4 separate regions of the Gossypium hirsutum genome follow, and regions 1, 3 and 4 are each linked to region 2. Evidence: chromatin contacts called from public Hi-C data. All regions are on one chromosome and are shown on one strand. Each heading gives the region's core, a stretch centred on a gene start, on an enhancer-like site or on the middle of the called end of the contact. The rest is flanking DNA. Distances are from core to core; before and after follow the strand shown. Region 1 has its middle 21 kb from the start of LOC121204635. Region 2 holds the start of LOC121203531 (L-lactate dehydrogenase B). Region 3 holds the start of LOC107931703 (F-box/LRR-repeat protein 13). Region 4 holds the start of LOC121204635 (NADH dehydrogenase [ubiquinone] 1 beta subcomplex subunit 8, mitochondrial).

Region 1 (6,911 bases), core at 1,114-3,613, 190 kb after region 2:
TCAAATTAGATAAAAAAAAGGCTACCATAAGCACTTTTATGGGTTATAGTAGAGTTCCGACGCTTACAAGGTTTTTTAGCCTAAAACAAGAAACTTTATGATAAGTCGAGATATGGATTTTATAGAAAATAAAAAATAAAGTTGAAAAGATCCAAATGGCGTCCAAAATACCATTACTTAGAAAAATTCTGATGAGATAGTTGATAAACCTTATGTTAGATGTACTAGGTTGGATAAACCTAATGTTAGATGTACTAGGTTTCTTTATGATATTTATCAATGGTGCAATGTTGTTGTATGCGAACCTACAGGGTATGAGGAGCAAAAGGATTAAAATGGATAACCACAATGTAAGAGAAATGTCTATGATTTAAAAAAAATGACTTGGGAGGTGGTTGGTAAACCACTATACAGGAAAGTGATTAGGGAAAAATGGGTGTTCAGAACCAAGTTAGAATGTTGATGGCTCTCTCAATAAGCACAAAGCCAGGCTCATGGTCAAAATCTATGCTCATATTTTTGGTGTAGGCTACTCAAACACGTTTGCACTACTGGCTAGACTAGTTAGAATCAATTTGCTACTTGGTATTGCGGCCTAAAAGAGTTGGAAGGTGTATAATATGGATGTCAAGTTAGCATTTTCCAATAGACTTCGTCAGGAAGAGATTTATGTTGAACAACTTGAAAGGTTTGTAGTAAAAGCATAGGAAGATAAAGTTTATTTTCTAAAAAAAAGGGCTTTTCATGGTTTAAAGCAAGCATCGAGAGCTTGGTATAGTAGGATTGATGAGCATTTGATCAGTTTAAGCTTTAGTAAAAGCCTTTTTGAATTTACTTTTTATGTTAAACACTATGACTCTAACATTATCATTATTTCATTTTATGTGAATGATCTCTTAATTACAAGAAGCAAGTCTCATTACTAAATTTAAGCAAGATATTATGATTGTTTCTGTGATGACTGAACTCAAATTGATGACTTTTTTTTCTTTCTTTTTTTTTTTATAATGGAGATCAAGCAAAACCAAGAAGATTTTTTCATTTGTCAAAGGAAGTATGCTAAAGAATTTTTTAAAGAAGTTCCATATAGAAGAATGCAAGATCATGGGTACTCCTATGAATCCCAACGAGAAGCTTAGCCAAGATGATAGAGTTGAGAAATTGGATGAATGACACTGCAAAAGTAAGGTTGGTTGCTTGATGTATCTCACATTAACAAGGCCTAACAATTTTTATGTTGCAAGCATTTTGTCTCATTTCATGCATTGTGCAAGCAAATTACACCTAAAGGCTGCAAAAAAAGGTGGTTAGATATGTTAAAGGGGCCATTAACTATGGTGTCAAGTTCAATAAGTGTTAATATTTTAGGAAATAAGTTAAACCATTGATTCTTATGTTTTTTGTCATGGCTAATTTAATGGGTAGTTTATTTGTTAGTCATGGATATATTTAGTGGTAGTTAGTCATGTTTCAAGTTATTAAGTTAGTGAGCATGATGTTATTTTTAGTCATTTTTTAATTTTGAATTTTGAATAGAAGGAAGATTAAATTATCATACTATGTAAAATGAAAATGTAAAATGAAGGGTTAAATTTATTCATTTTTTTTAGAATTAGAACTAAATTAATAGAATTTATAAGCATTAAAAGGTTAAAATTTTGTTATTATTCCATTAAAAAGAGGCTATCCTTATTTAATAAAGGAGTGGCTAAAATATTATATTTTGATAATGTTAGTGATTAAAATAAAAAAAATTTAAACTTAAATGACCAAAACAAGAACACACCAATAATTAAGTGATTATTTTTGTAGCTTACTCTAAAAATATATAAAGAATCGAATTAATTTAATTAATTTAACTATTATTTATTTATTTCGGTTGAAGTAAAATGAATAAAATGTCAGAAACTCACATTATCACGAGAATATAAAATTACTTGATTGAGATTAGTCCTATATTATGAAATAACACTATTGCGAAGTTAAGATTAGGGGTTAAAAGTAATATTTGAAATGAAATGTTATATAAAATTTTAAATTACCTTAAAAGTACCTCAAAGCTGTAAACCGAAGGAAGAGTTGAAACCCAAACCAGATATATTTCTTATCATATTAGTCACAAATCCAAGAATGAAGAAGTTGTTTTAATTCTCAGGAGAATTTTGCTGGTGGGAAATCAAACAGTAATCTTCCCACTGAAGAAATCGAACAGTAAGAAAGGCCAAGGAATCTTTGCCTTTTTTGTGCAGTGATGACCGTGAAGAAAAAATGAGGTTTCTTTTCCCTTACCATGTGAGAAGGCGTACATCAGCTTCCTCAACAAATTGCTAGTCACGGGCACAACACTGTGCTTCATTGGTTGTAATGCTCCATGGACCACGGCCACTGTGTCGTCTATCAATCACATCTTTACTTTACTCTAGTAATCCAAGGAATAAACGACATGAAAATTTTAAGAATGATAGCGACGTCTTGTGGTAAACCCACTTACATGTCCCATACCAGGATATCTGATTGTGGTCAACAGTTTGCAAAATAAAAATCAGCAATGCTACGCTACCACGTATTCCATTCTTTTTCTTTCTTTATTCTCATTCAATAATTTCATTTTAGAAATATACAAAGGTTACAGTTCCTAATTTTAGTTATTTTGTGAATATTATAAACTTCATGCCCATAAGAAGCTTTATAGATAATTCCATAATAACATCATCTTTTATTTTATATGGGGTTTAATATATTATTTGTGAAGTTTTTAGACTCTACTACTTATAGAAAAAAGAGAGCATATTGTTAGTATATTAAATATTTTCCCATAAACTTTGACAATAGAAGCAAGGTTAGGGGATTAACAAATGTCATATAGATGTATAGCAAAATATTAAAAAAATAAATATTAACAAAAAAGAGACACATGACAATTTTTAAAGTTACTTGTGAATATGGGTGAGCAAAATTCGATTCGATTCGAAAAAATATAAAAAAAATCGAATTTCGAATTATTCGAATCGAGTTAATCGAATTAATCAAATCAACTTGAATTTTTTTAAATTTCGAGTTCGAGTCGAATTGAATTCTCAAATTCGAATAACTCGAATAAACTGAATATAAACAATATTTTTAATTTTTTTAAATTTTAAACTTTTACTAATTAATAAACCCAAACCCAATTACCCTAGGCCCAAATATTTTATTTTACCCCATTTTTTTTCCACCCCAACCCCAAACCCGTTTGTCTAGAAATTGTTTTGCCAAAACCCAATTGGCCTATTCCTCCCCCAAAGCAATTCAAACCCCCATGCCAGCCAATTCCAATTATTTTTCTTATTCTCTCTAGACTTTGTTTTTTTTATGAAACCCTAAAATTAAACTCTCTATTCAAACCCTCATTTCCATTAAACTTTTGTTGTGTTGTTTTTTTTTTGGAGTAGTGTAAGTTTCTATTGTATTTTGAACTTTTGCTTATGTTTTTTTTATTATAATATTGTTGTTTACTTCGACTCATGCTATTTACTTTGACTTTTACTTATGTTTTTTTATTATAATCTTGTTGTATTTTTTTGTTTTTTTTAGACTAATGTTGTTTATTTGGGTTGATATTGTGTTGCTTGTATTTATTCACTTATTTACTTTAATTTTTTGTTGTATGATCATGTTTAAAAACTTTAAAGAAAATTGTTTTTTGAAAAATTACATAAAAATAAATAACGCTAGAGTCATTTTTTTAAAACTTAACTCGAACAAATATATTCGATTTGATTCAATTCGAATTCCATCTCACTCGACTCAATTCGACAAAATTTCAAATAAAGTTAGGATGATAAAATAAGATTCGAAAACTTGATTAACTCGAAAATTTTCGATTCGATTCGATCGAATACTCACCCCTACTTGTGGAAATAAAAAAAACTATATTCCTAGTGTGTCAAATATTAACCCGTATATATATACACATGCACTAGTATGGTTTTAGGTTTCACATCAAGTTAAATATTTTTTAGGTTAGCCGATAGCAGTGATTACTTTTCTCATCACATATGCTCTCCGAAAAGATAAACGTGTTGGCCATGGAATGTGGTTCAATTTTTTTTTTTTGAGTGGAGATCAAACCCTCAACCACATAGTTAAAGGATGAAATGGCGAATCACCACACCACATCTCATGATTAATTATAAAGTAAAAGATTAAAAGACACAATGTACTCTAAGCTTTTGGACTTTTCATATATTTAGCATTTAGTCCTCATACCTTTATTTTTAAAAAAAATTAGTCCATCTAAATTTTGAATTTAAAAATTTTGGTTTAATTATCAACACCGTTAAAATTTATTCTGTTAAATTTGTTGACGTCGCTTTTTGAAAATAAAAACACTTGATAGTCATATAATAAAAAACTGACATTATAATGAACTTAAATTTAACAAATAATTTTAATAGAGTTAGCAATTCTTACATTCACATAATTATTTTAATTAGTATAAAATATTTAAAATAATTAATGATATTATAAAAATTGAGTATCAAATTTTATAAAATATTAAAATATATAAATATTAAATCTCAAATTAAAATATGTTATAAAGACGAAAATTAAAATTTGATGTTTATTATATAATCTTAATTTAAAAAAAAGGTAAAGAATAGGATTGAAAATTTTCTATCAAGCTTAAAAACAAAAACAAAAAGAAAAGAAATATAATGGAGTGTCATGAAGGAAGGCTTCATTATATATATATATATATATATATTGCTAGGGCTTGCAATATAAATAAGCGAGGTGTCTTGGATTTGTACATTTAAAAGAAATAAAATAATTGAACAATTTTATGTAATAAATTAACAAAAATTGTTATAAAGTTAAAGTATATGATATCAAATCCAAATACGACCAAATAAATACAAGCTGAATACTTTTCCCTTAAAGATAGATAAACAAACTAGAATAGATAAAAGTAGTACACTTATTCAGTCTCAATCCACGACCACGAGGAAACAAGCAATTACCAATCAACATCATGACTTAATTAGACCTTCAAAGCCACGGTAAACACCAAGAAGACAAAGAATTTGAAACAATAATTAGGGACATTGGAAGCCAGATGGAACTTTCTTTGAGCAGACGTTAAGAAGCAAGCTGAGGGAAACTGGGATATTAAGGTTGATGCCCAAAACGTTAGCTTTGAGTGCTGTGCAAAGGCAAACAGCAGCTTCAAGATCAGCAAGGCCTTGGAGAAGGGAGCAGCATGGTTGCCCTGGGGGAGAACCAACAGTTACATTGACTAAACCAAGCACCTCAGCACAGACACCTAACTTAAGGGTATCTTGGGGGCATTTGCCTGAGGGGGATGGGGAAGGAATGGGCTTTGGTTTTGGGTTGGGGAAGGGCAAGAACCGCAAGCACTGACTAGAGAAAAGAAGAGAACGTTGAGGGCAAAAAAGAGGGCAAGCGATGCTGTTCTTTTTGAAGCCATCTTGCCTAATGTACAAGTTATGGTATGGAGAATTTGGAGTGAAGGAAGCGGGTTTTATAGTGCTTTAAGAGCACAACTCGGTTGTATTATAACGTAAGCTTAGTTAATAAAAGTTTACCATAAATCAATTTAATGTTTGCAATTTGAATTGGTTGAGGCAGAAGATTGTTCGTAAACTTCAGACGTTTGTGATAGTGAGGTGGAGATTTACACTAAAATATTAGCAAGTCCCAGCCTCTAATGGTGGAAGAAAATGGGATCCTCAAATCACTTAATCTATCTATATCATTCATCCTAATAGCCTTTATTAATCTGATATTGGGACAGATTTTAATGGTCTTCTAAACAATGGTAGCTAATACTTTATTTTATTTTTTTTACAAAACATCTCCTCTGGCTCTGTTCCGAACTAGGATAGTTACAACTCACAAAAGTTAACTGCTGAAGACAAAATGGATCCAGATTCAGAACAACATAATTACTTCCCTGTTGAAGGATAGCTTGCCAGACCTTCATCTTATTCTTGGGTTTCATTTTTTGTTTTGTTTTGATTTCGCTATATTCCAATCTGACTGTATCATGGCATGTACATCCAACCAAACCCATATCTTTCACATTGAACTCCAATTTCAAGATCCCAATACAACTTGCTGTCAAAAAACTTAACTGTAATGAGCTCTAATGCAACTAGAAACGTTCAGAGTCTTCATTATTTAATCCTTTAATTTTCCTCTATAATAATACTATTGAGATTGCTCGTAGTTACTGCTAACAAACCGATTTTGCTCCTATTCTTGGCACATTGTCAATGGAAGTTTTCAAGCTTGAAAAACAGGATTGAAGTGTCACGGGTGAGCACCTAGAGACCTACCATGGGTCCCACAAGAGATTCATTTGGAACTGTGCCCTCATTTGAAAAAAAATCATTCCATTTACATTAATATACATTTAATTGTCATCATCAGGTGATTTTTTTCCCTTCTTTTTCACACATGGATTGGAAACCGGATGCTTCTCTCGACTGCAGAAACTACTGAAACTTAACCGAGTCCACATTCATTTTTTCTTCAAACTTAAGGTTGGTTCACTTTTTTGCCACGACTGCGTGTGGAGTAATGAATTATTAAAAGAAAAACATAAAATAGCCTCATGTTGCAGCGGTGGTCCAGGTGGACAATATATAAATGTATGCTTTGAAATAACTTGGAAGTTATCTGCTTTCACATCTTGTGGGTAAACTTGACACACAATCTTTAGCTTTATTCCCTTTGATGTGATTCAATATATGATAAATATTCTACTTGCCGACCATATTCCTCAAAATATTGTATATATTTGATTATGACAATATATAAGTAGAAAAAAATAATAATGTACAAGTATATTTATAAAAGTTTATATAGAAAACAAAAGAAATTTTGGTTGAAACAATAAATCTAAG
Region 2 (6,515 bases), core at 379-2,878:
TAAAAATTTCTTTTTAAGTTATCTTCGCTAGAAGAAACGAAAAAGGTTTCCAGAAGCTTGTCAAAACGTCACTTATAAGTACTAACTTATTGGTATTTCTGGAAAACTATAAGATTGATGTCAAGGGTATTTACGTCCTTACATCAATGCATGCATGATCAAATTTTAGTAGATAAATGGTCTGATAATTGTTATTGTTTCTTATTTAGTTCAAAAAGTTAGTAAATGCCCGAGCAATCGAGGTAAAAGACCAGTAGAGTATATTTTGTCTTGAAGTTTCTAGTGAGTTCCTTTTTGTTTCCTTTGAGTTATAAAAATTCTATGCTATGTGGGTTGCGAAAGGCAAGTTGTCCCTACTGAAGATGGTTTGATGTGTCGTGAATTGATGTGTGTGTAATGAAACAAACATATATTTGAGATTTTCTTCTTCTTATTATTATTTAATTGAGTTTATTTTATACCTATAAATTAATATTTTACATTATTCTTTGTAAAAAACACGAGGTAAATATATTTGTTATAAAATATTATAGTGCAATTTCCTTTTACCAATCGAAATTTCTTTTATAATAAGAAAATATTTTGTAATAAACAATGTTATATGTCAACTTAATAATAAATAATGCTTAATTAAAACTTAATTTAAATACATATATTACATATATAAGAGTACATATTATCACATTAAAGTTATAAGGGATAAATGAAGCTAAGCATTATTTAAATAAATACTCAAATTTATTTAATTAAAATATTCATATTTTTATACTAGGTTAAAATATGTTATAAGTCCTTGAACTCTTCATAAATTTAAATTTTAGTTAATGTACTTTTATTTTTGGGTTAATCTCACTTTTTAGATATCAAAATTTAGGTTCAGTTGTTAGTATTATTAAAAATATTTTGTTAAATTCATATCCATTATAACATCATTTTTTTAGTTACATGAATACTAAGTATTTTTTATTTAAAATTAGTGACATCAACAAAATTGACAAAAAAAATAACAATATTAACAATTTGACTTGACTTTTAAATCTGAAAAGTAGAGGGGTTAAATTTTTGAAAATAAAATTATAGGGACAAAATTCCTAATTTGTGAAGATTACATAGACTTATGATAGTTTAACCTTTATACTACAAAATATTTATTATTAATATATTTATAAATGTAATAAATATTTATTATTAAAATATTAATATTGAATATTTTCAAAAATATTATTTAAAAAATTTATTATTAAATAAAATTGAAATATTAAATAATAAATTATTAATATCAATAATAATTTATTATATGATTATCTATAAATAATTAAATATTTATGTTTAGTAATATTAAAAATTTTAACAATTTGTATTAATATTTTATTTAATTTTAATTTTTTTAAAAAATAAAAATTTATTTTTAATATAATAATATTAAACTTGAGTAAATTTTTTTTTTTGAAAACTCGACTGGACTTTTATAAAATCTTAAACCTTAATAAAACAAATAGTTTCAATAGCACTAGACTTAAGTCCAGTAAAGAAAGCCAATTAAAACATGAACAAAGCAGCAGGACCCAAATCTGCACAGAATTGGCCCATGAAATTTAAAATGAATGAAACAAAAAAAGGAAACCTAATCCTATCCTATACCAATCGAAATCAACAGCTAGACACTATAAGTCAGTGTCCTTTCATATCACCGTCCCAGCTTTTGATGATAGTAGGTTTCAAAAAATCTTTTAGTCTTCTGCTACCTATTTCCAACGAAGGCCTACTTTCCTTTTTCAGTCTGGTAGCCTTGGCCAACTTTTCTCCAGTGCGCGACGAACATAACCTGGAACATCATCCAGCAAGTAATGGCCTTCACCCTTTTTTAGTGTCTTTTTCGCAAGAATATGGGCGTATGTATTCTCTATTTTAGGGATAAAATGAAACTCAATCTCTTGAAAATGGACCTTTTTGCTGTGAATATCTCTGATAAGTGTTCCAATAACCGATCTGTCGAAATCTATAATTTGGCATTTCTTTATTACAGTTCTTGAATCTCCCACTATTTCCAAAATACTAAAACCCATAGAAATTCCTAATCGCATGGCTTGTAATCCTGCATATGCCTCCGCTGCAAAAGGAGATGCTACATTGAAGTGGAGAACCGTCTTTGATGCCAAGATCTCACCCCCCACATCTCGTACTACCATTCCCGAAGCAAATCTGCAAGATTGTTGGTCGAAGGCTACGTCAAAGTAAATTGCCACACTTGTTCTCCTATCGACATATTTATGGCTTCTATATACTTTTAAGGTGAGTTTCTTCTTTTCTATGCCGTCCAACTCAGAAATATAACTATAAAATTTTTTTTGAAATGTACCTACCCATCGTACTTTTCCTTTCATAGATTAACCAATTTCTATATGTCCAGATTAACAAAAGTCCGCAACAGAAAAGACGACACTGTTCGCTAGTCCCCGGACTAAAAACCTAGGTAAGCCACTCCCACATGCTTTGAATGACATTATTAAGTACCCAGAAAAGGTTTAAGTACATCCATACCACCATTGTTGTAGGACACTGCCGAAATATATGGTTACTGTCTTTCCCATAGTGACGACACCGAGGACAATGAGCTTCCACAACCACTTTTTTATGCTTGAGATTAGCTAGAGTAGGAATATAATTTCAGGAGATTCTCCATACTATTATTGTAACTTTCGAAGGGATGTATAAATTCCATACTTTTCTGTAAAAATCTTTAGTCTCAGCCTATATATATTATTACTAGGATCCGAATTAGTCTCCTGTAATAGTTTATAGGGGCTTCTAACTGAGAAATCGCCAGACGGTTCTCTTCTCCACACTTGGAATTCATCGTGTATTGTCTCCGCCAAAGGGATCCACATAATTTTCTTTACAATATCCGCATTAAAGGTATTAACAATTATATCTGTAATCTGTTTGCTTCATCTCCCGAAATCCATAGATCATCCCAAACAGAAATTCGATCCCCCATATCAACCCTCCAACATAGGCCTTTCTCCAGGAGTCTTTTTGCTGCCCAAACGTTCTTTCAGGTAAGTGAAGGTAAATTCCCTAATTGAGCATTAAAAAAATTCGAGTTTGGATAATATTTTGCTTTCAAAACTCGAGCTAACAAAGAATTGAGAAAATTAATAAGGCGTCAACCCTGCTTAGCTAATAACGCAATATTAAATTTGTCAAGATTTTGGAAACCTAGGCCACCATCTTCTTTTAATGAATATAGATCCTTCCAAGCACACCAATGAATATCATTTCTACCTCGACTTTTTTGCCACTAGAATTTAGCAATTATACTCTTCAAATCAGCATATAAAGATTTATGGAGTAAGAAACAACCCATAGTGTAAGTTGGAATGGATTGAAGGATAGCCTTTATGAATACCTCTTTCCCTCCTTGAAAGAGATGCCTTATACTCCAGTTAACGATTTATTGCTTAAATCTATCCTTTAAGACTTGAAAAGACAATTTCTTTCTTCTTCCCACCATACTGGGGAGCCAAGGTACCGTTCTGGATCATTTGAGTTATGCACCCCAAGTACGTTGGAAATTGTTGTTTTTTCCTCCTCCAGCGTATTGATACTTAAAAATACTGTAGACTTATTATAATTAACACATTGACCAAAACAAATATCATATTCGTGCAAAATCTGCTTCAAATAATGAGCACCTCTTTCTGTAGTCTCCCCAAGTAAAATACAATCGTCTGCAAATAATAGATCTAGAATAAATTTAATTTTTATATAAAGCCAAAATCACACATAAATAAATTATTTACTAAAAATAATTTGCGCTCTTCAAAATAACTTATTTTCTGTATGAGTTATTTTCAATCCGTCAAGATGTTTTTCATAAAATTAACACGGCCAAATGTGGAAAATATTTTTCGAAAATTATGGGCATCGAGAATAACTGAAAACCCCATAATATCCTCCTCCTCCTGCACTGTGCACTCAACCCTTATTTCCCTTTTCCATAATCTCCAAACAAGACATACAACGAGCTCCATAACCAAGTCAAACTAATTCAACTCAACACTTCACTTCACTTCACTAGTCTTTGATTGTTTTTTCTATAGTTATAATGCAAAAGAGTCCTTCAGCTTCTTCCTTGGGTCCAGGTGGTCTAGACCTGGCTCAAGCCTTCTTCAAGCCCATCCTAAACACCGATCCACCTTCCTCCACCAAGCGCCATACCAAGATCTCCGTCATCGGAGTTGGGAACGTCGGTATGGCTATCGCCCAAACTATCCTCACCCAGGACTTAGCCGATGAACTCGCCCTCGTCGACGCCAAGTCTGACAAGCTCCGCGGCGAAATGCTCGATCTCCAACACGCCGCGGCGTTCCTCCCACGCACTAAAATCAACGCGTCCGTTGATTACTCCGTCACCGCTGGATCTGATCTGTGTATTGTCACTGCTGGCGCCCGTCAAAACCCTGGCGAGTCTAGGCTGAATCTGCTGCAGAGGAACGTTGCTCTGTTTTCGAATATTATTCCTCCACTGGCAAAGTACTCGCCGGATTCGATTCTATTGATTGTTTCGAATCCGGTGGATGTGCTAACTTACGTGTCTTGGAAACTGTCGGGATTTCCATCGAATCGGGTCATCGGTTCGGGAACAAACTTGGATTCGTCGAGGTTTCGGTTCTTGATCGCCGATCATTTGGACGTCAACGCTCAGGATGTGCAGGTCAGATCATATATTAATATTTTATTGCAACTGAATAGTTACTTATTTGTTATATAACGTTAGATAATGGGACCACATAGTAATAAATTGACATTAAAATTAAATGTGTGATTTTAGTTGAAATATGCTCTTGGAAGATGGTGGAAATATTCAGTTAATTGATTCAATTGAAATTTTAAAAAATTTGGTGGAATTATTCGATAGTAGAACTATGCTTATTGACTTAAAATATGGTGTATGTAATGTTCATGTATGTTTGGTGGGTTTAAGTTTTCATTGAAAATTTCATTATCATTATAAGTTAGTAAATTTGTACATAATTAGTTATTTTGCTTGTGTGTAGTTTATTTATATCCAGATTTTAAAAGTTTTAATGTCTCATGGGTTGAAAGGTAGCTTGTTTCAGAATTTAGTTTTGTCTTTTTGCATCTTATTGGTTAATGTCTCATGAATTTGAGCGTGTGTAATATCATCCGATTTATGGGCAGTTGAATTGCTAAAAGAAACATATAGCAGGGGCTAACGACACAATGAAATGCCTTTGGCAAATCCTTCACTTGGGTTGCATTTGCACAAGGGAACTTACTCTCAGTTCTCAAATATCATATAAGGTTAAAAGCTAAAATTAGTTTTGAATTCTGTGTGGGGAAGGTCTATTCAACAAGTTTGCTGAAGTATTTACCGTTTAGAAAGCAGGTAGTAAAGTAGCAATTTAACAATGCTTGTAAAAATATTTGCAGGCCTTCATAGTTGGTGAGCATGGAGACAGCTCGGTAGCACTCTGGTCTAGCATTAGTATTGGTGAAGTGCCGGTGTTAAGCTTCCTAAAGAACCAGCAAATTGCCTACGAAAAGCAGACCCTTGAGAACATTCACAAAGCTGTTGTTGAGAGTGCGTATGAGGTGATTAGTCTCAAAGGGTACACTTCTTGGGCAATTGGCTACTCAGTGGCTAACTTGGCTAGAAGTCTACTTAGAGATCAGCGGAAAATCCACCCAGTCTCAGTCCTTGCCAAGGGGTTTTACGGTATCGACGGTGGTGAAGTTTTCTTGAGCTTGCCAGCACAGCTCGGTAGAGGTGGGGTCTTGGGCGTCACCAATATCCATTTGACTGATGAGGAGGTGCAAAGGCTTAGGAAATCGGCTGAGACCATTCTTGAAGTTCAAAGTCAGTTGGGATTGTAAGAAACTACCGTTGCCTACCAATATTTGAAAGGTTCTTTTTCTTTAATGTGTATTTTAGGTTTTATACTTGGTATTTAAGTTTTGTTGGACCTGCAGATACTTAGATTGGAAAATCATTCAACAAATTGCTACCTCTTATTAGTACTTAGCTATTGATTCATCTCATCAATCAATCAAATTGAATCACATGTATTAAATAAAAAATGTACTTTTCCTTCTATTTAATTTTAATCTTCATTAATTAAAATGTACTTAAAAATAAATAATTCTTAATGAATTAAATTTTAATTTTAGAATAAGAAGTTTGATAAATTTTAAGACTTTAACATCCATTAGAAATAAAGTTTTATTTCATTTATACTTATTATGTTTATAGTGGTAAATATACCTATTGATCAATAGAGAATTACTTATCTCTCTTTTTTTTTTACTCTCTTTACTCTTTATTTTATAACACCTTATAACACTCTTCACCCGTATCCGTCTCCGGATTAAGGTTACAAGGCATTGCCGATCAAAATATAGTTCAGAATAGTCATTAATTACTATTCATGCATAAAATGATATATTTTCCTTTACAAAATTTTTCCATACTCAAATTAATAGCAATCCTC
Region 3 (7,069 bases), core at 243-2,742, 220 kb before region 2:
GGGTATCTGTTTACCCTTGGATTAGCTGTTTTTTGTTGGAGTTCAAAGAAACAATCCATTGTTGCTCAATTAACAGCTGAAGCTAAATATGTTGCAGCTGCATCAGCTGTTAATCAAGAAATTTGGTTAAGAAAGCTAATGGCAGATATGAACTTACATCAAAGAGAAGCAATAGAGATCAGAAGTGATAATCAATCTGCTGTTGCAATTGCAAAGAATCCAGTATTTCATCGCAAAACAAAATATTTTAAGATCAAGTTTCATTTTGTTAAAGAAGTGGAATAATCTCAAGAAATCAAATTGGTTCATTGCAGTTTTGAAGATCAGTTAGCTGATATATTCATAAAACCTCTTGGTGTACCAAGGTTCGAGAATTTGAGAGCTAGATTAGGAGTTTGCAGCATGGAAGCCAAGAAGGAATGTTAAAAGATGGCTTTCATGCAGACCATAGCAGTTCGAGCCATGCAAGTTGCAGCTGAAGAATATGTTGCTGTTTTGTTACTTTTTAGTTGATGTTTTTGCTACTTAGTTACACTAGAACTAAGTATGTAAGGGATTTGATGCAATTTGGTGCTGATAGATTTGATAAATCATCTTAACCAAGTGTGTAAGCAAAGTTTTGTACGTTTCAAGACTTTGTTAGTGGAGTTAGGTGTGTTTAGGCAATATTTTCATCTTTTTGACAAGTTGATTACTTGATATATGTAATGCTTTGTTTCAGAAATGAGATGATGAATCATTCACCAGAATTCTCTTCTTGTTTTGGTTCTTATTGAGTAATCTGTTCTTGTTACAATTTAAGTCGATTTCCTTGTTTGTTCAGCAAGTTACAGTAGCTTCTAGCTCAAGACTTTGCTGTGATTTCTTGATCTGTTTTCTAAGTTCCTACAAAATAAAAAATAAAAAAAATCAAACACCAGATTTAACCTCATCAACCTTTGACTTCTTTATCAACTTCATATCCGATTTAGTATCCTATAACGATTTTCTAATAGCCATTTGTTTTGGTCTTGATCCAACACCAAAAACATTTCATGAAAGGAGTCTCATCAACCCCCACTCCGCCTTTGACAATCGCTTCTAATTCTATTTAGTTCCATGGTAACTAGCTCATCAATAATCTCTTTATCGTCCCTGTTGATCTCAACCCAGTTTAAGAACTCTGGTTTGCTACTACATATCAGGTGTTTTGCTTTGTCTCACATATTCCTTTCTAATTATTTTCCCCAACAGTTCCATATCAATGTATTTTGGTTACATTAGAGTGGTCCATGTCTATCTCCCTGATAAAATCATTGACCGCACAATCAGTATGCCTATTGTGTTGGGCCCTGTTTCTCACTTATATTAAATCCATTTGGGTGGAAACTGAATCCAGCCCAGTACATTGGATTGCTTTGCTCCGTGCTCGCTCTTTAATGAATGACAATTTCCTACCTTAAGTTATGGGTATATTAAGTCGATTTTATACAACTGGAAATAAAATTTACTGGTGTCAACTGAAACTGCTATTAATCAGTTAATTAAAGGGGAAAAAATGATCGACCAAAAACAGAAAAAACCGAAGTGTCTTTCCATGTTTATTTTTTCTTTCATTCTTGTTCTTGTTTTCTTTTAGAAAGAGTGGATTCCCATTTTATACTTGATTAAACAATCTTCTTGCTTTCTTTGTTTCCAGTTTGTAGTCGTTGGATTTTGTTGATCAAAGATGGAAGTTGTCATGGATTCTAGTCTTCGTCGTCTTGTGAACAGAAGGCTGGAATGGTTGGAAATGACCAAGGATCAGGTTTCAGATTGGAACGCCGGAACAAGTCGTAGACGAGACCGACTCAGTGCATTACCTAATACAGTGCTTTCCCGCATTCTATCCAAGATGCCCATGGACTCGGTTGTCCGAACCAGCATCTTAAGTAAAAGGTGGAGTAATCTCTGGAAGCACACCCAAGGCGTAGATTTCCACAGTTTACCCTTCTCCGATAACCAAGCCGACTATTCTCCAATTACTCGCTGCTTAGACCTCCTCCTATCTCCTCAGATCATAAAATTCACCACTGTTGGCCACGTTAGCGAGCGTTCTAACCCTGATGTACAAAGATGGGTCAATTTTGCACTCTCCAAGAACGTCCGTCAACTGACGATAGGCCTCATGTCAGTTTCTTTAGCAAGGAGATTCTTTCAGTTGCCAGATTCTCTTTTCTCCAATCGAAGTAAAATACTGGAGCACCTTGTTTTAAGCTTTGTTGACTTTAAACCACCTCGTCCTGGTCAACCTATTGCTGCGTCAGTCTTTTCTTCTCTTAAGCTTCTTGTTCTCACCCACTGCAAACTTGCAGATGCGACTGTGGATTTGTTCCTTCGTAAATGCGTCCCTCTTGAGGAATTGGTCATTAATATGTGTGAGGGGCTTAAGAATGTTAACATCAGTGGTCCAAATCTTAGGCTGATTAGTTTTAGGTGTCTTGAAGATAGTGATGATGGGGAGTTCAGGTCATTACGTGTTGATGCTCCACTTGTCGGAAACCTGGTTTACTCAGGTGACTTGACCAAATTTTATTTGAACAACTGTCCGGTATTACAAATTTTACTCTTGCAAGGGAGGGAGGAACCAATGAATGAGGCATATACTGTCCACGTTAGAGAATTGATCGATCAAATCAGGCATGTGAACACTATGATTCTAAATTTTGCGGTTGTGGAGGTACCTTTTGTTTCGTCTTATTTTTCATACATTGTTTTAATCTTGCATATTCTTGGATATATAGTTGTTTCTGATATATATATATATTGCTTTGGTATAAATAAGTTCGTCGCAAAAGAGTACTACACAAGAGGCATCCCATTCCAAACATTCCAAAATCTCACGCATGTTTTTTGGTATGGTCCACTAAAATCTCCAAATGCGGTTTACAACCTGGTTGCCTTCTTAGGGGATTGCCCCTCTCTCATAGAAATTGCAGTAGATGTAAGTTCTGGACCAATACTTTTAAAACTTAATTGAAATTAATGATGCTTTTCTTATAATTACGGGTTAGTGAAATGAATGAACAGTTTCGGGAGGAAAGTGGGGCTGTGTTCTGCCAATGTATAAGCGAAGGTCACGTGGCAGATGAATATGAGGAGGGCGAGAGTTCACAACGTAATCCGTACGAAGTTGGAAATCTGGAAAAGCTGGAAATAGCTGAGGTGAGATGCTTTTCAGGATTTGATGGTGAAATGCTGTTGGTGAGGTTGCTGTTGGAGAAGGCTGTGAATCTTCGAAAACTATGGCTGTTTTGGCGGCTGGGTGATCTGAGTGTGATGCATGACAATGTGTTACAAGATATTACTAAATCTGGCTACCCTCAACAACTTTCTGATACAATCCAGGAAGAAGCTAATTCTATTATAGCAACCATCCTTAATTTTCGTAAAGCTTCTCCTCGTGTTCGAATCAAATTTGGACAAGAATGGCGAATTGAATCCTGGTGGCTACTATTCAACTCCTTAATTACTTGTTGCCAAATCAATCAATGCTTAATTCTAACCAATATTTATTCTGTTTATCATTTCAGGAGACGTCATTTTGGCGACTAGAATTTCATGTTCTCTGTATTGAAGAATCAATGATCGAATTTCAACACCAATGCATATGGAGTGATATGCCCATCTTGACGACTGCTTCTTTTGTTTTTTTCTCTTCTTCCTTTCCTTCACCTATTTCTAGTGTCATCTACTTTACACATATCAAGTATTAGTTTTAAATGTTTCAATTTTAATGTTCTCAGTTACCATTTACTTTTTTGCATATTTCCCCTCGAGGGGTATTTGTTCCTGCGACCCACATGAATTATCATTTCAGAATTTCTTCACTTTCCCTTGTGCTTTCCACTCTGAGTTAGTTCTAGTTTGGTTAATATATATAAAGAAGCAAAAGGAGAGGCACAAGCTAGCTCATGTCTCATGAGATGAGACTGCACCTATGTTTTCTTCAACTAAATACTATCCAACCCAAACTCGAATTCGGTATAATTGTAATCCTGTAGATAATTAAAAATGATATATTACTTGACAGTTAAATATTGAATTATTATCAATTCATTGCTTTAAATTAAATGTTTAGTATTTATACTGATTAAAATTGACGCCTCCAAAATGAAAAACAAAAAGCAGCACAGGAAAATGAGTTATCAAAATAAAGGAAAGGTGGGTCCATTAATCATGACCCATGTGACTTTGATTAGATGTCCCAATAACCAATCAGGAGAAAAAAGAAATGGTACAGCAAGTTCAAAGTGCTAAAAGACAAGAATTTGTATCCAAAAGACTCTAAACATATATAGCAGGGTACTGAGATTTTATTAAAGGAATTAAAAAACGGAGAATTACGCGTTACGTGTTTGGTGTAATACATACAAGCAAATATATAAATCAAAATCATTCAGCAATCAAGTAGTTGATAAACCAAGGCAGCCAGCAATGACTGTTTAAGAGATTTTGAGCAGATATAGCTAATCTTAGGTGTTTTTGTGTTGTCTTCCAAATGCTCTCAGGGTCTCCCAAGGAAGGCACTGAGTGAAGGTTCCAGCTAAATGATATCTACCTTGGTATTTCTTAACGTCCATGGTGGTTATGTTCTTAATGACAAAACACCTCATAATTGTCGACAATAACAAATGCAAAAATTCGTGATTTACATAACCACCAAGTAGCAGCGTGGAAGACCTTTGCTATATTCTTATACCAGTGTGGCCAGGAACACCACCATGGACATATTTTCCTGATTCCTTTGGCATCTTTTCCACTAAATCTCAACATCATTAAGACTAATCACTTGTCTAATTACGCACAAGAAAACATTATTTTCAATCATTTGTTATCAGACGAACCAGTTGAAAACTAGGCAATATATCCAACCAAAGCAAAAGTCATGCAATTCTACTGTTAAAGTATGGATTTTATGCAACATACTAGATAGGTAGTACTAGGTTTCAAATTCAAATTAAGATACAATTTTATACCCCAGAAACATAAAAATTCTGGAAAGTCAGAATTTGCAATTTTAGCTCTCATTTGTTGTAAAAAATACAACATAACATCACCACCTTAACCAGAACAAAATACAGCTTCTCACTAAAAGAACACCAGAATGCATAGCAACAAGATCGGTGTGTCTAAAACATACTAGACTGTCAACAAGCAGAGGATATTCACAAGCAATCAGTCATAAAAGCTTGGTACTTGAGGATAGAGTTGATAGATAGTGAGTTGCTACAAGAACAAACCTCCGCTGCCTGTTCAATGCTCTGCTCTTCAGCACCTCCAAGCTGAAGCTGAGATAAGTTCCCTCTGCTGCCAGCAAAGCACAAGTGAAGGCTGACGCTTCTCCACATGAAACCCTCTTACTTGAGCTCTCTTTACTACACAATCTGCCTGAGTTATGGTGAAGTTGCTGAATGTTACAGGGGTGAACCCAGACGAGCATAGAAGTGTCTTCCAAAGAGGCATATTCTCAGGTGCTCGCAGTCGCCCCAACACAGTGCTTTCAATTCTTGGCACAATAAGGAACCTTTCAATCTTGTTTACAACATCCGAAGTCACATTACCAGCATCAAGTGATTCAAATATGTTTTTATATGACTGAAAAGCACAGGTTACAAGCTCTGGGAATGGCAGATCATTTCTATCCCACCCTCCGTCTAAAGACACCACAATCTTTGGGGAAAGCTGCTTCACAAAGCGCAGAAGATTGGGCAAAGCAGAGGGCTGATTCGAAGAAGACCGAACTGGGAAATTCACAGCCACTGCCTCATTTTGGTTTGTTCGGAACAAGGGCAAAGAGTAAGGGGCTTGATCTAAAGAATCAAAGTTAAGCACCACAAGCTCAAAACTCAAACCAATCTCATTAGCAAATAGCATAAGACTTTCACGCATAAGACCAAGCTCAATAGGATGGTGCGTCAAGGGCGAGGCAAAGGCAGTAATTCTCAATGCACGAACTCCTCTAATCCTCATGGGAAGCTCCTGCATAAAGGATGCCCACTGAGCACCACATCCAATATCGAAGTCCATAATGTGAATTCGTTCAGCATCATCAAGAGCTTCAAGCAGAGCCTGGTTGGAGGTAAAATTTACAAATTGGATAAACGGAGAGACTTCAGAGAAGACCTTGTAAGCTAACAGTTTGAAGATAACGTCAAAACGGGTGGGGCTTTTCGGAGGTGGGGGAGAGACTGAGTTATTCGTGATAAGTAATTGTAAAGCCTTCCTGATGTAGAAAGCAGCCCTTTGAAAGGGCTTACCAACCGGAGATAGTTGGTGATTGAGCCGCGCCAATATCCCGCGCGCGTGTGCAAAATTCCCAGTCCCTACCAACTCTGCAGCCTTGTGAAGCAGTTCCAACACTTCCTCTTCTGCCACCATATGCTGTTGCAGCTGCTTTCTGATAAACAACTCATGCCCGGCGAGTTTTGGGATCTGAGAAGAAAATTCCAAGTTACCCGCATTGAGACGCTTTGGCAAGGGCTCAAGGAGGTCCTGTTCTTGAGGTAATGGAAAGGAAAAGTTTGGATTTTGAGGACGCTGTTGATGCCGTTGCCGGCCCATCAAAATCTGAGGCTTCTCAAGGTCCTGCTGCTGCTGTTGATAAAGCGTAGGCAAAGTAACAGGAAGACCAATACTGTTATCTGGAGAAGCAGATATTATATCTTGAATACTAATATCCAACCCAACAGTAGCACCAAGAACCTTGTGATTATTAACCCCCTCAACTGAAGAACAACTTGGCGTCGCTACACCAACCTTCCCATTATCATTATTGTTGGGATTTGGCACAAACCCAGAATCAGGAAAACCACCCAAAATAGGAGCAGCGCTTGATAACACATTACCGGAAGTAGCAAGGCTACCAATTGGTTCAAACCCTGGACTTGGGTCAACAACCCACGACCCTGCATTGCCATCAAAATCATGACCCTGATTAGGACCAGTACTCCCACTCTGGAGCAGCTGTTTGATGCCAAAGGAATGGTCACCTGCGTCACCAGCAATCCAACGCAGAAGCGAGTGGTCTTGACTCGGTGAAACGGCTGAT
Region 4 (6,824 bases), core at 3,385-5,884, 170 kb after region 2:
AACAACAAATCCTTCCGGTTGCTCCATGTACACTTCCTCTTCCAATTCACCATTTAAAAATGCAGTTTTAACATCCATTTGGTGAACAACCAAATTATATATAGAGGTAAGTGATATTAATAGTCTAATTGTAGCAATTCTTGCTACTGGAGCATAGGTATCAAAGTAATCAATACCTTGTCTTTGTGTAAAACCTTTTGCTACCAACCTTGCTTTAAATTTATCAATGGTTCCATCGACCTTCATTTTCTTTTTGAAGATCCATTTACAACCTATTGGTTTGGAACCTGGTGGAAGATCAACTAAGATCCAAGTTTGATTTCCCATTATTGAATCCATTTCATCATTTATTGCTTCTTTCCAAAAAGTAGAGTCTTGAGATTTCACTGCTTCTTCAAATGTAATAGGATCAGATTCGGTATTATAACAATAAGGTATCTTATTGCATATACTTTCACCTTTTCCTTCTACAAGAAACATAATGAAATCTGGTCCAAAATCTTTGACCTTTTTAATCCTCTTACTTCTTCTTAATTCTTGACAAGATTCATCATTATTATCAATTTGTTTCAACGGAATCTCATTCTCATTTGAAGAATGAATCAATTGTTGTGGTTGTAATTGTCTTGATATAGAATTAAATCTATTTTCATCAAAAATAGCATCTCTTGATTCAATAACCGTATTAATTGAAATTGAATCATTTGGTTCAATTACTATGAACCTATATGCCTTGCTATTATGTGCATAACCTATAAATATGCATTCAATTCCTCTTTCACCTAACTTTTTACGTTTAGGTGTTGGAACTTTTATAATAGCTCTACAACCCCAAACCTTTAAATAATTAAGGTTTGGTTTCCTTTTCTTCCATTATTCATAGGGGGTTATTTTAGTTTCCTTATTAGGAACTCTATTCAATATATGACAAGCTGTTAGAACAGCTTCTCCCCAAAAACCCTGTCCAAGACCTGAATATGATAACATTGAATTTACCATTTCAATCAAGACTCTATTTTTCCTTTCAGCTACACCATTTTGTTGTGGTGTGTAAGGGGCTGAAACTTGATGGACAATTCCAGTGAGTTCAAAATAACTTGGATTATAGTATTCTCCACCTCTATCCGATCTTAAGCACTTGATAAATGATTCACACTGAAGTTCAACTTCAGATTTATAAACTTTAAATTTATCAAGCGCTTCATCTTTTGAATGCAATAAATATACATAACAATATCTAGAACAATCATCAATAAAAGTAACAAAATATTTCTTTCCACCTAATGTAGGAGTATTATGCAAGTCACATAAATCACTATGTATCAAATCAAGCAATTTTGTTTTCCTTTTAACCTTAGGGAAAGAATTTCTTGTAATTTTAGTCAACATACAGGTATTGCATTTTTCAATATTATTATTAAAAACAGGAATTAAATCTAATTTATACATGTCATTCAATTTTCTATAATTCAAATGACCTAATCTATAATGCCACAAACAAAATGATTCAACCATATAAGCAGAAATAGTATTTTTATTCTTATTAATAATATTAAGTTTGAACATGCTTTCATACATATACCCTTTTCCCACAAAAATTCCTCCCTTAGACAAAATAAACTTATCTGCCTCAAAAACAAGTTTGAAACCAAACTTATTCAACAGACTTCCAGACACTAAATTTTTCCTAACTTCTGGTACATAATATACATCATTTAAGGTTAAAACCTTTCCAGAAGTGAATTGTAGTTCAACAGACCCATTTTTGTCTTTCTCGGGTTGCAGCAACAGATTCATTTTCATTCTCTTCAGGTCTTGGAGTATCCAAAACATAAGCAATCTTCAAAGTTGATAACAAAAAGTGCATCTTTTTCTGCCATCATCGAAAATTGCCACCATCAAAACGATCAAGTTTAACAAAGTTGGAAGCCAACTCCCTTAGTGTTCCACTTTCATGTGTTGTGGTAGTCATCATGAAATATAACCTTAAAATAGTTAGTACAAAACTCCGGTAAGGAAAAAACTCGAACACACGATCGGAACTCGAAAAGAAAAAGAAGAAATAGGACAGGCTCCAAGGCGTGTATCAAGCCACTATCTTTAAGGTTATATTCGCCCCCACTTATCTTCAGTGTACAAACGAGTTCCAAGCAAATTAACCTCGAGGATACAATGAAGCCAATGACTATTTGCGTTTTGCACTGACGAGAATAGTCCACTATGCACTGAGTAATGTATAACAAAAACTCAATTTCTACAAAGGATTTCTGCAGCAATACTTTATAGAATAATCTAATAATATTAGAAAATGAAGGAAGAGAAGAAATAATATTAGAATTTGTTGATATGATTTCCAAATGAAATCCCATTCCTATTTATAGGAATTTTCATGTCTCTTCATAGAGACATCTTTCAATAGGTGTCTTTATGAATAAATAAATAATAATAATTATTCATTTAATTTTGTAACTATTCAAATAATATTTTTTTGAATAGTTATAATTCTTTTTTTAAAAAATCAAATGATATAACTTTTGACCAATGACCAAAAGTTTTATCTTTTGATTAATTACACCCATTCATTTATAGTTATTGGGATACTATAAATATTTGAAAATATTCCAACAGATATCACAACTAAAGATCCAGTTTTTTTAAAAAAAGTTCAAGTTTTGTTGCACAATAACCAATTTTTCCAACAATGCAATATGGTCCCCAGTTGGTTGTTTTTCCTAAAAATATTTTTGGGTAATTTCTTATTAGATCACTAAAGTAGAGTAGAGGAGTTCTCACAACCTCACTGTCTCTTTAGGAATTATATCAACATAGTAGTCAACTAGAATTAATACATGAGCACAAATTATAGAATTAAATTGTTGTCTTATTCTTAAGTTTTAATCCTATTTCAATTACTAAGCCACTAACATAAGGATTTCCCATCCGCATAAATAATTTTGCTCATTTTAAATTGGAAAACAACATAAAAGATATTAAAATGAGGTATCACAACCAAAGAATTACGTCAAATTAAGACAACTTAATAATAAAGAATCTCCAAAAGAGTTATTGTAATTTACAAGAAAATTAAAAGTTTAAAGTAAAAACAAATTATTACAAAACTAAAAACAAATAAAAACTACTAAACCAAACTCTCCAAACTTTCTATACTTTCTAACCTAAGAAAACGTAATCAAAAGTTTAAGGCAACCTAAGGAATCCAACATGCTTCTACCATTTACAAGGCTTTTCTAAGGCAAGATCTCAAGCTAGAGCGGAAAAGACCAAAAGCTTAATTAATTTAATAAATATCACAAATTTGAAACTCGAGTACTGACGAAAAGTAGAATATATTCTTACTTTTTGTGTTTATGTAAAGTGAATTATTTGCAAATAGATTCAGACTTTTTGCATTTTCCAGCTTTTTCCTTTTTCCACCTCTTTCGAATATGCTTTTTTTTCTCTTGAACTCAATCCAATGTCTACAAGAAGACTTTGGAAAAGCTTTGTAACTCAAGAACACAAAAACATTAAGAATAACTTAAAACTAATTTTTTTCAATAGCTAATGGAAAAATGGACCTATTTATACAAAACTAACTAAAAATTAATTAAGAACAATGCAAATGTGAGGGAATTAAGACTTAAAATATATAAGCATTTGCTCATCATACCCCTACACTCACATCTTTTCTTGTATCGATGGGACTCTATAGGTGGCTTGTATGCTCCTTAGACTCCTATTGGTTTTTGAGGATTGAAACCTTTGAGTAAATTGGGGGAAAGATTACGAAGGTCTTAAGAACCAGTGTGTCAAGTACCAAGGTGATCATAAAGGGAGCCTGAGTGGGGAATTCAAACTTTTTGGAGGAAAAGATCGTTGCTACTTGGGGTATCTTATGATGACGAGTCTATGAAATGCAAGGGACAATCATGGATGTGCCACATGAACTCCTCAAACTCCTCTTAGGGAGCTATAACTACGAGGTTAATAAAAATGAAGAGATATAAAAACTTTAAGGGATTGACGTCTTAGGCACCGATGGATTATATGAGGACCTTAAAGAGGTTATGGACTCTTTAAACCCCTCAGGGTTGAAGGAATTTAAATACATTTGTATGTGGTTTCAAGATAAAGGGAAACTTTGGGTGATAATAGAAGCTTGCAAGATCTAAGGTTTATATGAGGACCTTAAAGAGGTTATGGACTCTTTAAACCCCTCAGGGTTGAAGGAATTTAAATACATTTGTATGTGGTTTCAAGATAAAGGGAAACTTTGGGTGATAATAGAAGCTTGCAAGATCTAAGGTCGAGGTTAAGTGTTGGAGGACCTTGGGACGAAAGAGGCTTAATTTCAAAGTCAAGTTAAATATTTATCTTAAACTAAATTTTTGAAAAAAATATATTTAAAATTTTTAAAGCGTTAACGAATAGTGATTAAGTCCTTTGTTCACCGTCAAAAGACTAAAGTTTAAAATCTATTGTCGTGTTTTCCCCTCAATTTGTAATATGTACTTAAAAAATTATGAGTACAAATAGACTCACAGCTCCAAATATCTAGAATATATTTGGGTTTGAATCAAAATAAATTTGGACGACTAGAATATATTTAGAAACAGAACAGTTTATGTAATGTGAAAATCAAACCTAAAACCTGATATTTGAACAAGTAGAATATATTAAAATATCACAATTTTGACACTAAAAAGGTTTCCATAGGTCCATATTGATGGGCTTCGGCTTCGAATCTATTACGTTTTGTTTATCGTTTGAATATCATTTATCTATCCCTATCGTGGGCAAATGGCCCATTGGAATTAGTCATAGCTAAATATTAATACAGAAACCAGAGTTTGGTTCTGCAGAAAGTTCCGAGGAGAAAAGAAATGGCAGGAAGATTGAGCAACGTAGCGTCACGTATAATGGGCGGAACTGGCGTCGTATCGCGCTCCGTCGCCTCTTCTTTTCGACTCCGTTCCGGTATGGGTCTCCCTGTCGGCAAACATATCGTTCCCGACAAGCCCGTAAGCTCAATCACTTCATAATTCTTCAGATCTATTCAGTGAAAATCATTAAAAAGACTAACCCAAAACCCTACAATTTTACTCCTGCTGGAACCTTTCAGCTTCCTGTAAATGACGAGCTAATTTGGGACAATGGAACTGCATTTCCAGAACCTTGTATTGATCGAATCGCTGATACCGTCGGAAAGGTAAGTAAGTTCTCTATTTAAATGTTCATTTGTGTTTTATGGTAGTGGGATTTTGGATTATTTGAAGAAATTACTCTCTTTTTTTTCTCTGTTCTTGTTCCTATGTTTCATTTTTCTGGGAGTAGTATGAGGCATTAGCTTGGATGTGTGGAGGCTTGAGCTTCTTTGCATCGTTGGGATTTTTGGCTTGGTGGAATGATAAGGCCTCCAAGATTCCATTCGTGAGTTCAAATCTCTGACTTGATTAGTTGACTTTGCCTTAGTTCAATTCAATTTTCTTTATGCTGCATTTGGGAATATGAAATTGAAACTCTTGGATTTGGATTTCATTTGCTATATAAATTGTGAGAATGAATTGTATATATTATGAATAAATTAGATGAATTTCAATATAATGCGTTTTTGGAAAGTATAAAAAGCATGAATTTGTTAAATTCCTTGGGAATTTCAAATTCACTACTAGGCATCCAACAAATCCAGGGATTTGAGAAACAATCATGAGTAATATATTTGTATGTGTATTATCACTCAATTTGCACTATTCTCGAAATTCAAATCCAAAGTTTGAAACCCGAGACCCCAAATGCTACCTTATAGTTTTTTTAACGTGTTCATGTAATATTAATATTTGTAGCTTAGTGGTGTTTTGGATATGTTTGAAATTGGGAAAATAGGAATGTAGGATAGTGACCGAATCAAAAGGTACCATAATGTCACTCATGTTTTAAGCTGAGAAATTTTGAACTTCAAGCTCGAGTGAGTCATTATCCCAGAATAGGGGGATATGTGAACTACCTGCTTTAGGATGGAAGATATTTCATGCTAGAGGACTCTAGCCTGTTTTCTCAACAATGATTATGGTTGAGAGGATGAATTTTGCAAAGGTTCATGATAGAAAGCCCTTGTCTTTGGTTTTCCCTTGCTTGATTCTCTGATGAACTTAGAAATATTTTCAGAAATGCATTTCCCCTGTTAGATGTGTTGAATTGTTGAGGAAATCCCTTCCATTGGGGGCTACTGGCTAGTTTGGCCTTCTGTCTCATTGTTCTGCCTGCTGGAGTTTGAAATCCGTCTCATGCTCAGTTAGCAACTTTGACAATATATTTTGGGCTTCGCAAGAAGCCTTTTTAGGGTATTACTTTTGACAATATGCTAGCACTGCCATGTCAATTGCATAGATAATTAAAGTTATTTTGTTTTTGAAAGGTATAATTGAAGTTCTTGAGAGTTCACATTAGATATTTTATGGTAAATCAATGGAAACCACTGTTTACTTGTGCTATTTAAACAATGATGTTTCTGCTAGGTAAGTGGAAGTCTTCTGCTTGCTTTGGGTTTAGTGATGTCTATTTTAGAAGATTCCTTATCCTTTTTATTTTGTATGGCTTTTAATTCCTTTCTTCAATGGTACATCCATCAACATTTCATGTTGTGTGTCATTAGCAGCCCAAAAAGTAGCTAGAGAGAAGTAACCTACGTGTCATTAATTTGGTGTAAATTTTTGTTGCTTGCAAGAGTTTAGTTTGTTACAGTCTTAATGTTATGTTACTTGCTGGTATACGTTGTTTGATATTTCTCATGCTGATTGATATCTTTTCCCTACTGTTAAGCAGGC

What was found. A called contact is a pair of places that touch in the nucleus more often than the background predicts.
Region 1: a contact with region 2 is called in a Hi-C map of leaf, with 2.2 times the contacts expected there. The contact joins the enhancer-like site here to the promoter of LOC121203531 in region 2. A contact is called at or near these places in 2 of 34 Hi-C or Micro-C datasets (both in leaf).
Region 3: a contact with region 2 is called in a Hi-C map of leaf, with 2.1 times the contacts expected there. The contact joins the promoter of LOC107931703 here to the promoter of LOC121203531 in region 2. A contact is called at or near these places in 2 of 34 Hi-C or Micro-C datasets (leaf and petal).
Region 4: a contact with region 2 is called in a Hi-C map of leaf, with 4 times the contacts expected there. The contact joins the promoter of LOC121204635 here to the promoter of LOC121203531 in region 2. A contact is called at or near these places in 6 of 34 Hi-C or Micro-C datasets (callus, leaf and petal).

What each region holds. Positions count from the first base shown.
Region 1 is chrA08:115,277,938-115,284,848 of Gossypium_hirsutum_v2.1, reverse strand. It overlaps the pseudogene LOC121204634. Among protein-coding and RNA genes, the nearest start is that of LOC121204635, 21 kb to the left of the region's middle. Within about 2 kb of position 2,363, at least 4 of the 9 cell types and tissues checked have an H3K27ac peak or open chromatin away from gene starts, as enhancers often do. A contact at or near this core is called in leaf, where this site is marked.
Region 2 is chrA08:115,468,084-115,474,598 of Gossypium_hirsutum_v2.1, reverse strand. It overlaps LOC121203531 (L-lactate dehydrogenase B), which reads left to right and starts at 1,628. Exons shown (of 5, transcript XM_041074865.1): 1 at 1,628-1,844; 2 at 2,120-2,292; 3 at 2,411-2,473; 4 at 2,556-4,717; 5 at 5,458-6,026. The coding sequence starts at 4,109. The coding sequence ends at 5,901.
Region 3 is chrA08:115,691,872-115,698,940 of Gossypium_hirsutum_v2.1, reverse strand. It overlaps LOC107931703 (F-box/LRR-repeat protein 13), which reads left to right and starts at 1,492. Exons shown (of 4, transcript XM_016863639.2): 1 at 1,492-2,698; 2 at 2,804-2,962; 3 at 3,049-3,464; 4 at 3,552-3,848. The coding sequence starts at 1,709. The coding sequence ends at 3,573. It overlaps LOC107931739 (scarecrow-like protein 27), which reads right to left. Exons shown (of 1, transcript NM_001327336.2): 1 at 5,284-7,069. The coding sequence ends at 5,290.
Region 4 is chrA08:115,300,511-115,307,334 of Gossypium_hirsutum_v2.1, reverse strand. LOC121204635 (NADH dehydrogenase [ubiquinone] 1 beta subcomplex subunit 8, mitochondrial) reads left to right here and starts at 4,634. Exons shown (of 4, transcript XM_041074864.1): 1 at 4,634-5,021; 2 at 5,123-5,209; 3 at 5,335-5,430; 4 at 6,823-6,824. The coding sequence starts at 4,884.